Regions from separate parts of the Mus musculus genome. Here regions 1 and 3 are each linked to region 2. A link is a contact called in public promoter capture Hi-C data. All regions are on one chromosome and are shown on one strand. The core of a region is the stretch at or near the end of the contact, and the rest is flanking DNA. Distances in the headings are between cores, read along the strand shown. Region 1 holds the start of Lrmp (lymphoid-restricted membrane protein). Region 2 holds the start of Sspn (sarcospan). Region 3 holds the start of Bcat1 (branched chain aminotransferase 1, cytosolic).

Region 1 (4,021 bases), core at 1,276-3,775, 810 kb before region 2:
TACTGTTGCATTTCATAAAAAGCAAGATGCAGAAACAGCCCAGATGTGTGTCTAGATGTGAATGGATGAAGGTAAGGAGGCGGCTAAGACATGGGAGCTTCACAGCAGTCCATTCACAGATGAGTGGATAAAATGTATCAATCTTGGGTAACAATCTTATTCAACCTTAAGGGAGTTCTACCGCATATGGCAGCATGGATGAACCCAGAGGATGTTAGGCCTCCAGTCATGGAGGATGGGGAATCTGAAACAGCTTAAGCCTCCAAAAGGCAGAGAGTAGGGTGGCTACAGGCTGAGGAGAAGAAGGCAGAGTTACTTTTCATCAGGTGTAAAGCTTAGGCCATTGTGACAAGTGACCTCCTGACATCTGCTGCATGACACAGTACCTGTTATTAACAATACCATATCCTACATTTAACCGTACTGTACACACTGTACCTAACAGTACTGTATACACTCTGACATTGGCAACACCATACATGATGTAGTTAACAATACCATACACACAAACAGTACGAGCATAGAACTGGGCTGTAGACAGTTTGGCTGGCAGCAATGCCAGCTTAGCATGCTCAAAGCCCTGGGTTCAAGTCCAGTCTTTGTACTGAATAAATTAGACTTAGTGGTTGTCTCAGCAAATAGTTAAAATTCTGCTTTATACTCCTGGTAGGTTCGCGTTAGCTTTTTGCTCACGTTGGTTTATTTTTAATATACCTTACCTAGATAAATGGCACTTAAACTGCCCCGAAGCTAGCATACACTCCCTTCTGATATTCCTGAGTTAACACTTACTAAATATATATTTTATCTTTGCTGTCCAAGACCCTTCTGGGCAGCCCTTCTGGGGCTGCTTTCCCCCTCGTACCTACATTTCAGCCTGCTCTCCCCCCTGCTCCTTCCTGGCATAGTCTGTCCTATGCCCTTCTCATGGTGGGATCCCTTCTTCCTCCTCCTCTCTTACTCTGGAATTCTAAAAGTCCCGCCTCTGTCTCCTTGCCCAGTCATTGGCCACTGGCAACTTTATTTTCCAATCAGAGCCAGCTGGGGGTAGGCTTCCTTTAGCCTACATGCAGGACACTGCAAACAGGTTTTTGGGTAACATAAATTAGCATGAGAGCACAAGCTGCTCTAGGTGGTGGATGTGTGTAATTCCAACTCTAGGGAGGTAGAGGAAGGAGGACCAGAAGTTCTCAGCTACATAGAAAATTAGAGACCAGCCTGGGGTATATGAGATCCTATCTCAAAAGAGCATTACCTCTTTTAGTAAGAACTATAAATATTTAAGAGTGTAGATTTCAATATACATTGTTCATATTGTTTTAGCGCCATTACAGAGCATAAGCGACTGTAGGCGGTCGCGCAAGCAGCTTTGGGGAATGCCTCTATATACAAAACGATGCTGAAAGGGCCGTGGTCCTTCTTGCTTCTGATGTTATAAGCAGTGCTGTTTTATGCAGGCACACAGTTAGGCTTTAACTGCAAGGAGCCTGGGACTGATGGCTGTCTTCCCTCTACCCCCCCCCCCCACTTTGATCCTAATTCAAAATGGGTGGGCCCAGTGGGTTAAGGTTTGTACTCAAGCAGTTCCTGGTAACCACTGAGTCATCAGTACGCCACAGATTAGTCTTGCTGGCTAGCGGAGAGTGGGAGCCAAATGAGAAGTGCTAAAGGCTCAAGGACATTTGTGGTGGGAGATAAGAGGTAGAGAATGACCTCTGAGTTCACAGTGGGAATATCCAGTGAGTTTCCAGCTGTGTTGGGGGAGATACTTCCGGTACTAAAGCTCTGCCCGTTTCCTATGATTGACAGTCCAAAGGAGAAAGGTTAACGAAACAAAGACGCATTTCCCTCCGCACCCACTTTCCTCTAAATAGCTCGTGTTGGTGTGTAAAAACTAAACTTGTCACCCTGCTCCCAATGTAGAACATCCTACTTGTGTGCCGCAGGTGTCACAGCGAGCTCGTGGGGAGCCAGTCATGCCACGTGCTCATCCGAAACAGCCCGAGGAAGCTGTGGAGTTGATTGTGAGCTCTGGGGTTGCTTTACTCAAGAGCCTGTATTTCTAAATGCTTTCATTTTTTCAGGTCCTCTCTAAAGAAGTTTGAGTTCCTCACAGTTTCTCAGAGTGACTTGTGACTGAAGTGTCACTGAAAGCTCAGGGTGTTTCTGTCGTTCCCTCCACACACCCCCTCCCCCCCTTTCTTTTTTTAAAATTTCGACTTCATTCAGAAACCATTAGACATTGCTAAGCGGCTGCAAGATGTGCCCACTAGGAAGAAGGTCCATAGCCAGAGAGCACATAGAGCCAGGGGTCCGGAGGCCTTGGCAATATGAAACTCAGGGATATCACCTCAGATGTCCTTAAAATGTGAAGCAAAAATGGAGGAGGGGGAAAAAAGGAACTATTCAATTGTCCCAGGAGGCTGGCCTTTAGCCTGCGCAGAGGAAGTGCAGGGCGCAAGGGTGCAGGGGTGCAGGGGTGCAGAGGAGGCGGTGTTAACAGCCTTCTGGTGAAAGAGGGGAGTACAGAAAGCTTAAGTTGCTTCTAGGGACTCTCTGGGTGGAAGGATCTGGGCCTGCTGCGCCCGCCCGTGCAAACAGAATTGCAGAAGTTGAGCCTACGCTTATCATTTCCCTGAGAAGAAAAGCATATTTCCAGTTTCCTGTGCCTAAGAACAAGCATCCAGCGCCCTTCCCGCGGCTCAAACCCAGGCTGACCTGTGCATATGGGTCAGGGGGATCAGGATGGGGCCTGCGCATGAGGCAAGCCTCTGCTACAAGAACTAGAGGAAGCGATTCCAGAAGGAGATCACAGTCCCCAGCACTACTCAGACTCAGGAGCTGAAGACCAGGGGCGTTCAGTGTAAGTAGCTCATTCTACTCTGGTTCATGTCGCCCAGGATGAGGAGGAAGAGCCTCTGCCGCTTTCCTGGATCCCAGCTGCTGGGTTAGCCAGTGGAAGGGTTAGCTAGCATCGCTCGCTCTCGCTCCCGGGATCTCAGCCTCTGGCCAGGGCCATAGACCCCTCCCCTGCTCCCCGCACCCCAGGCTGTTGCTAGATTTGTCTATGGCTATCTTTCCGTTTAAAATGAAACAGAGCTGGGGCTTACTTAGCTCAGAGGCAACTTACCCTTGTGTGCAAGAGTGTGTATCAATATTAAACACATGTAAACTTGCTTTAAAATTTTTAATGTGTTCTTAATATAAATGTGTGTGTGTATGTATGGATATATATGCACACTTTAGTTTTGTTTTTGAGACAGGGTCTCACTGTGTAGTTCTGACTGACCTAAAACTCTCTGTAGACTATGCTCACCTCAAACTCACAGAGATCTACCTGCTTCTGCCTCCAGAGTGCTGGGGTTAAACTGTGTGCGTTCCTCTGCTCAAATATACTTTACCTTTGAAACGGGTATTTAGAATTTTGTGTGCCAGCCAAAGGCCTATTATGAGCATTTACCAAGAATAATGTGAGAAGACAAGTGTCAAATTACAAATGTCAGGCTATTTATAAACCTGCTTTATTCTACAAAGATGAAATGGAAATTGTAAAGCTTGCGTGCCTCGCCGTTTACCGGACAGCTGCTTTTGTTCAGTGAACTTCTTAATTTAGTGGGACAGATTTTTTTTTTCCAGACATAAGAGTTCATTTATCTCGTGACCCAAATGGTGCTTGGTCTGGGTTTATTGTGAATTTCTGTACCTTTTTCACTGTTGGCCTGAGGAAGTGGCTGAGGCGTTTAAGGAATTGCTTCCTTTTAGAATAGCAACATTGTTCAATATTTTATTGTTACTGTCTTGGTTTGTACAGCTCACTGGTTTTCAATGTTTCAGAAAGCAATAAAAACTGTTCTTTAAATCAGGGAGGGTACAGTGTTGTCATTGCTCAGGAGGCTTTGGAGAAGGGTCTCTTGTGAGAAGAGCTACCCTGTGGAGGCACCGATAAGCAGCTGCGCCCAGTTTGGTGCTTCAGAGCCCATGCTCAGAGCACTAACCCACCGGCCACTTACATCTGTCTTTT
Region 2 (3,719 bases), core at 89-2,588:
GTTTCGGCCCCAAGACCTCTAATCATTCGCTTTACCGGATAAAACTGCGTACGTCGGGAAAAGAGCGAGAGCGCCAGCTATCCTGAGGGAAACTTCGGAGGGAACCAGCTACTAGATGGTTCGATTAGTCTTTCGCCCCTATACCCAGGTCGGACGACCGATTTGCACGTCAGGACCGCTACGGACCTCCACCAGAGTTTCCTCTGGCTTCGCCCTGCCCAGGCATAGTTCACCATCTTTCGGGAAATAACCAGGTTTACCCATCTCTTCTGAGCCTCCTGGAGAGCACCAGATCTATAGCTGCCTGTCCTAGCACATTGCAAGTGCTAAAAGTAGCCCTTAAAGGTTGCCTGGGTGCAACTGTCCATCTCTATCCAGCATGCCAACACCCCCTGGACATTTAGCAAGTGTGAAGACTCACTGGGAGCCTCATAGACACTATTATTTAAACACAGGGTGGTGCACACTTGTGATCCCAGCACTTGGGAGGTGGAGACAGGAGGATTAAAAAGTCAAGGTCTTCTGTGGATACACGGCAAGTCTGAACCCAGCCTGGGCTGCATGGGACAGTCGCAAGATATAAATGAGAACAAAGGGCTTTTAAAGACAAACAAGCATGCGAGGTGTCATGATTAGCCCAGCCTCTCTACAAACAGTTATTTCATTGTTGAGTTTTAATTAATTATTATTGTGTGCAGCCATGTGTATGGTCTGAGAGTCACACGTGTGGAGGTCAAGGGTTCATCTCTGAGGAGTCATAGATAGCTTCCACTGTGGATCCTGGAAATCAAAATGAGGTCAGCAGGTTTTCCCAGCTCAGTCACCTCACTGGCCAGGAACAATTATTTTGAATGCGAGTACCTCAATAAGAAAAGAAGTTTTTTATTTTTCTTTTCTGGTTTTTTGTTTGTTTTTCTCTTTCCTTCCTTCCTTCTTCCTTCCTCCCTCCCCCCTCCCTCCCTCCTTGCTCCTTTCTCTCACCCTCCCTCCTTTCCTCCAGTGCTCCCTCTCTTTCTCCCTCCCTTTCTTCCTTGTCGGTTGGATTACATTAAAAAAAAAAAAAAAAAAAAAAGCTCAATTTAACTTTTGTCAATGACTCCACAGCTTTTATTTAGTGCAGCCGAGCCCATTTTGGATTCAGTGATCTATTAATTAAACACAAGCGGTTTAAGCATTCATCACCTTGTCTTGTACTTCCTGGAAACAAAAAAGTAAAGCAGGCTGGCATTCCCATCACACAGGCCCTGGGCGCCAGGTCCCTGTGCGTTGGCAGTTGGCGACCCCCCTCGGGTCCCCCTCCTGCCAGTGTTTTCCACTTTTGCTCAGCCCAGTCTCAGCAGACTGGGCAGGCCCAGCAGCAAGGCCCAGGCGCAGGCACCACCGAGGGAACATGGGGCGCAAGCCGAGCCCCAGGGCTCAGGAGCTGCCTGAGGAGGAGGCGCGGACCTGCTGTGGCTGCCGCTTCCCGCTGCTGCTGGCACTGCTGCAGCTGGCGTTGGGCATCGCGGTGACCGTGCTGGGCTTCCTCATGGCGAGCATCAGCCCCTCCCTGCTAGTCAGAGATACTCCGTTCTGGGCTGGGATCATTGTAAGCATCAAGTCTGTTCGGCCTAAGCACCAGCGGGCATGCGAGCCGCATGGTGGAGTGGAGACTAACCCAGCTGCATGCGCCCCCACCCTGGCTGCACCCCTAACTGCTTGGAGATTGACTTTGGGCACACTTGGGCTCCCCAGAGGAAGGCTGGGAGCAGGATTCTGGCTTTCGCCTGCCTGAGGCTTCTTGCTCCTCCCAGGGCTCTGACTCAGTCTACAGGGGAGGCCCCGTGGACATCTCGCATAGCCTCAAAGATAACTGCAGGCCCACCCTGTGTGGCTTGGTCCTTGTCTCATTCCCCAGGCCCCACGTGCGTCTGCATAAGTAGCACTGAATGAAGTTCATCCTGGGAAAAGCAGGGTAGGAAAACCTTAAGTTGGAGTTGCCACACTGGCTTTGTTAAACTACAGTTCCCTTGTAAGAGTCATGAATCACTTTCCTAAGGCAGGGCTGGAGACGACTGCAAGCACAGGCTTAATCCACACAGTGTAAGGTGGGCTGAAGCTTTGCTGGCTCCAGTGGAGTTCATTTGGGGTTGTACTAATGCCAGATGCACAGTACTCTGTTGGTGTGTGAGTTCTTGAAAGTAAAATAGATACGGCGTACGGAATACCTACTGTATGCCGGCTCTGCCAGAGATCTCCCCTGTGTTTGTAACTTCACATCTTATGGGACAGTCCTCAAGTTAGAGAAACCAGGCTGGCCCCGCCCAAGGTCATGAGCTGGGAAAGCAAAGGCAGGACTGGCTTCTCTGTAGCCGAATTCTGGCTATGCTAATACTTACCTTATTATCTAAAGCCAATGCTAAATTCTCAGGCTGTCTCGTTTGACCCATGCAACGGTGGGGATTGTTATTCCACTCTGGACACGGGGAAGCCCATTAAGATACCTGACGTCCTCAAGCCCAGAAGGTAAACGTGGCAGAGTCAGGAGAAATGAACATGGCCCCTTGGCCTTCCAGCTCCCCTCTATCCTTACTGTTGCTGACCACACACACACACACACACACACACACACACACAACCCAACATAATTTTGTATGGGACAGAACCTGAAGACACCTGATGCATATTCATAGGTGCAGATATTTTTAAATTAAGATTATTCAAACTCACAAATCTTTGCAGAGTAATTTAAAATGTTTAATTTGTGTACTGAGAATTCCCTTGAAATTATCGTGATTGGAGTTTTCTAAGTCAAATGATTTTAAAAATAACCTCTCATTTAGACATACTGGATATTTTGGTCGCCTCGATGGCTGTCAACATACTCCGGGGAAAATATCTGTCCTTGAAGGCCAGGCAAAAGGAAGGAACAAGGAATGAGGGCTGGTTTTGAAAACCAGCTTTTATTTCACTTCAGAAAGGCCAGTTCCAAAGAAATGAGTTAGATAGGGGGACAAACTGTGTTCTAATGTTTACGGCATGGCACAAAAATCCCAAAGCTTCAAGAGTCAAAAGCTCTGGCGAAATTCCTGATGGCTTTCTGGGCGTGGCACGAAGAGCTCTTTCTCTTGTTCCTTCTTTATGCTAGGGTTAAGTTGAAGTGCACCCCTAGCCTGTGGCCCCACTTGGCTTTTGAGAGAGACCCGGCAGAGGCTGTCCCAACCCACCCAGGGAGTCTCCTAGAAGCCATGTGGGGCCATGCCTCTTGTCAGCAGGATGAGGGCTGTGGGCAGGGTGTCACTGTCTCTCAGACACAGGGACCCTGTCCTTGTCTGACCACAGTGTGGTTGGTCTCCAGACACCCTTCTAGGCTGTCAGGGAGGGAGAGACAGATGGTGAAGGCAGGTGTGTAAACACCGCACCTGGTGCTCAGTCCTGGCTTAGATGTTATTTGCTGAATAACTGTGGGCAAGTTATTTAATGTCTCTAGGTTTCAACTGGGGGGGCACTCAGTGTGTGTGTCTGTGTTCATGAGTGTATACATGTGCTGAGAAGGAAGGCATTGACCTGTGAAGGTCAGAGGGCAACATTGTGATCCATTTCTTAGTCACTTCTCCATTTATTTATTTATTTATTTATTTATTTATTTATTTATAAGACAGTCTCTCACTGAACTCAAATGGTCTAGTCTCACCAAGTGGACTAGACCGGCTGGCCATGGAGCCCCCAGGATGTCCCTG
Region 3 (4,113 bases), core at 413-2,912, 860 kb before region 2:
TGGGACTACAGGTATGTGTTAAGCCTGGCCCTCAGAGACATTTAAGAAAAAAAAGAAAAAGACAAAGAAAAAAACTTTCCATCATTTGTCTCTGACTCAGAAAGCAAATTAAGATGAAACACACCACTCACCCCTGCACCACTCTCTCCCAACAAGGCAGTAAGTAGCCATCTTGGCTTAGCCCCCTTCATTAGTTATACAGATTTGAGCCTTGCCAAGGGGACCACAGCTGGGGAATTTAAACCCCTTGCTCAGCTGGCTTGTGGCTTCCAGCTTTTCCCTATACACAGACTGCCCATCTATGGAGTCTAGGAACTTATATTTTAAGGTAGATATATACAGAATGAACAAATGATTAAGAGAGATAGTGAATACATTAAATGCATGTGGATAAAATTATAAAGGCATATGATTTAGTGAGATAAGGTAAAGAATGTAAAGAAAAGGAGAGAAGAGAGGGGAGGCAAGGAGAGGAGAGAGAGATGAGAAGAGAAAACGAGAAAATTAGAAAACGAGAAAATGAGAAAACGAGAAAAAGGAAAAGAGAAAAAGAGAGAGAAAAAGAGAAAGGGTATCTATCTATCTATCTATCTGTCAGGGCTAGGAGCGAGGGCGGCACAGTGGGGATGGAGACGTGACGTGTGGATTCCCTCCAGCTAGGCTTGAGCAGTCTGAGTGTCTAACTTCCTCCGCCTCCTCAGAAACTGAAACGTGGCTCCGCTCTGTAGCTCCCCGAAACCCACGTTTTATTACTCGAATATTCCTTGCGGGAGACTAGGTGACTGCACAGCCGACAGAGCATCATTTCCCTTCGGAAAGGAAACTTTTCAGATCTGGCAGTTTTTCAGACAGCCAGAGCTCTGGCTCTGGAAAATATCTTAAAACGCCTCAGGCTGGCCTCTGGGCTAGCTATCTCAGATGATAATTAGAGTTCACCGCCTGCACTCTCTGGTCCTGAAGCTCGAGTGGTCCGTAACTCGGAAGCTTCCACTTGGAACCTGGACCTTAAAAGACAAGCGATCTGCTTTCGGCAGATAAGAGGGTCCTCCTCCCCCTTCTATTACAACTACCCAGAAGAGCGTCCGAGCATCCTCGCCAAACCCTATCTCTGGGCAGCTCAAACGCAACGATACGGTCCTTCTTCCCGCCTAGGGAGCATGTAGGAGAGGCGCTGTGGCATCCTCTAAATCTGGGTACCGCATTTACAGAACCAGGACAAGAACCGGAGCGGGAGCATCTGCGGGTGGATACGAGGCCAGATCCCCACGCTTAGTAGCCCAGGACGGGGGACAAAGCAAGTTGGTCCTTCCATCCTCCTCTCTCCACCCAGTGTCCGAGATATTCCGGGTGGGTGAGTAGCTGCATTCCAGCATGAACTTCAGCAATACGCTTACCTTCATTTCTCGTGGCTTGGGTCGTGGCTCCGGCTCCTGGGTGCAAATGTGAGTCTCCTCTGGAGGAGGCGGCTGTGCAGTGACACGTGGCGCTCAGGGTCGGTCGGCAAGCGCGGAAGATGGAGAGCTGGGCGCGCTCCGCTGCGGATTGCATCAGCAGCGACTGGCTCAGCCGCGAGCTACAGTCCGACCTCTGGCTCACTCCAGGGTGGAGACACTGATCCCCTCCAGTGATTTGTATCGCAGGAGGGGAGGTAGCAGAGGAGGACAAATCTGAAAGCGTCTTTGATTCATTTGCTACCTCCCCAGTCCCTCCCCCAATCATACGCTGTACTAGGATCTAGTCTCAGAACTGGGAAGTTTTAAGGTATATTTTGGATAATAAAGAAGAGTTTGGGTTTTTCCGTCTCGCTCTCACGCTCCACACCCCACAGACAACTCTCAAATACAACCACTCTTACCAACTCCTTTTCTCTCTAATTTTTATAACATTTAAATAAATATAATAGATTTTGAATAGGAGCGGGTGGCTAGATGGACAGGGACAGTGGTGGATAAGGGCCAACTGGCAGGAGCCGGTTCTCTCCTTCCACCATCTGAGCCCTGGATGGAACTCTCACTCTCAGTCTGTGGTCTACGCTCTGTAGTCGTCTCTTAGTTTGCATCCTTTGATGTGCACATACAGAAGTAATTTAATGTGAAATGGTCCTCACCACCTGATAACTTCCTTCCTGCGTCCACACAAGCCTCAGGCAAGGCTCCCACCGATGGGATTTCAGTTGAGGAGAGGATCTCTCTGAAAATCTGAAAACTTTCTTTTTAGTAAATCTAAGCAGAAGGCTTTGCTGTGAAATTTTCATTCTTAACTCCCTAGGAGAGAATAGGCTTTTCCCCGACCATGTTTTGCCTGTATCCTTTGTTTGTTTGTTTGTTTGTTTTAGATTTATTTATTATATGTAAGTACACTGTAGCTGTCCTCAGATATTCCAGAAGAGTGCATCAGATTTTGTTACGAATGGTTGTGAGGCACCATGTGGTTGCTGGGATTTGAACTCGGGACCTTCGGAAGAGCAGTCAGCACTCTTAACCACTGAGCCATTTCGCCAGCCCTATTTATTTTTTTAAAAATGTTTTCTTTCTTCTCATTTTTCTTTTCTGACTTATTTATGTGTGAGTTCACCATCACTGTCTTCAGATGCACCAGAAGAGGACATCAGATCCCATCATAGATGGTTGTGAGCCACCGTGTGGTTGCTGGGAATTGAACTCAGGACCTCTGAGAGAGCAGTCAGTGCTCTTAACTGCTGAGCCATCTCTGCAGCCCTTGTTTTTCTTTTCTGCTGCTTGGAATGAAACTGCCCAGGTGAACAATGAATAGCTGAATTATCCTGACAAATGTACTGAGTTATCTTTGCACCCAGCACAACAGCAACAACTTCTTCCCTTCAGAAGACTGTAGTCCAGATCGGTTTTAACTCAAGCAGCGCTGTGGGCTTTAAGTGGTGAGTGTAGACATCCTGGGTTATTGTTCATACGATGGAGCACTGATCCACAGTAAGAGGAAATGAAGCAAGGCGTTGAGCTGCCTGCCTGTAGTCCCAGCAACTCGAGTCTGAAGCAACACACACACACACAACACATGTGCACCACACACATACCACACACACACACACAACACATGTTCACCACACACATACCACATACACACACCCCCCACACACATACAACACATGTGCACCACACACATACCATTCACACAAATACACTCCACAGGCTCACACCACATGTCCACATGTCCACACACACACACCACAACAACAAAAGCAGTTATGTGTATACCATGGACAAACCTTGAAAACATTGTGCAGTTTGAAAAGAAGCTGGTATGTGGTGGCCAATCTGGTGAATCAGTGCAAGACTTCCTAACTTGGATGTCTAAGATTTTCTAGGTCTGGGCTATGGCTCAAGCACTAGAGTGCTTGCCCGAATCCACCCAGCCCTGAGCTCAGTCCCTCGGTCACCTGGGTAGTGAGGAGAAAGGAACAAACCAGGAAGGGAGGGAGAAGACAGAGAAAAGGTGATAAAATTGTTCTAAAATTAGGTGGGAGCCATACACTAAAAACCATTGCAGAGTTTCATTGGTGGGTCGGTTGGTCGGTGGTTGGTTGGTTGGTTGGTTGGTTGGTTGGTTGGTTGGTTGGTTGGTTGGTTTGCGACAGGATTTCACTGTGTGAGCCTAACTGGCTTAGGAGTCACTTCGATCTACCTGCCCCTCCCCCATGGGCACTGAGCTAAAAGGGTGTGCCACCCTGCCTTGGGCCACCTTGTTTAGCTGAGGTACACATGTGTTGGAGATCAGGCCCTGCCCTCCCCTGAATTACTCCATAGTGTAGAATAATACAGTGGTTTTTCTCAGTTGGTGCATTGCCCTGAGAGAACCACTTATAAGCAGCTTTTGTATTCCATTCTAATGGAAGAAGGAAGACTGCGCACACAGGAGGAGGTAGATCCAGAAATGGCAGCATCTGTCAGGAGCCACCCACCCAGCACAGGGCTTATTCCTAAAGGGACTAAGCTCAGAGCCAGGCTGACTCCATGACAGGCTACAAAGTGACAATTTGGGAGACTAGGCCTAAGCTTTTCTTTCCCAGAAATGAAAACCGGGATCCAGGAACCAGTGGTGAGACAGCCATAGCTTCAGGCAGCCAATCCGTGGATG

Evidence for each region. Promoter capture Hi-C pulls out the DNA fragments that hold promoters and counts their contacts.
Region 1: a promoter capture Hi-C map of liver shows a contact between it and region 2, with 2.2 times the contacts expected there. The contact joins the promoter of Lrmp here to the promoter of Sspn in region 2.
Region 3: a contact with region 2 is called in a promoter capture Hi-C map of liver, with 2.1 times the contacts expected there. The contact joins the promoter of Bcat1 here to the promoter of Sspn in region 2. A contact is called at or near these places in 2 of 39 promoter capture datasets (both in liver).

Annotation. Positions count from the first base shown.
Region 1 is chr6:145,119,244-145,123,264 of GRCm38.p6, forward strand. It overlaps Lrmp (lymphoid-restricted membrane protein), which reads left to right and starts at 2,526. Exons shown (of 19, transcript NM_008511.4): 1 at 2,526-2,863.
Region 2 is chr6:145,932,784-145,936,502 of GRCm38.p6, forward strand. Sspn (sarcospan) reads left to right here and starts at 1,339. Exons shown (of 3, transcript NM_010656.3): 1 at 1,339-1,588. The coding sequence starts at 1,391.
Region 3 is chr6:145,074,495-145,078,607 of GRCm38.p6, forward strand. It overlaps Bcat1 (branched chain aminotransferase 1, cytosolic), which reads right to left and starts at 1,663. Exons shown (of 11, transcript NM_007532.5): 1 at 1,395-1,663. The coding sequence starts at 1,400.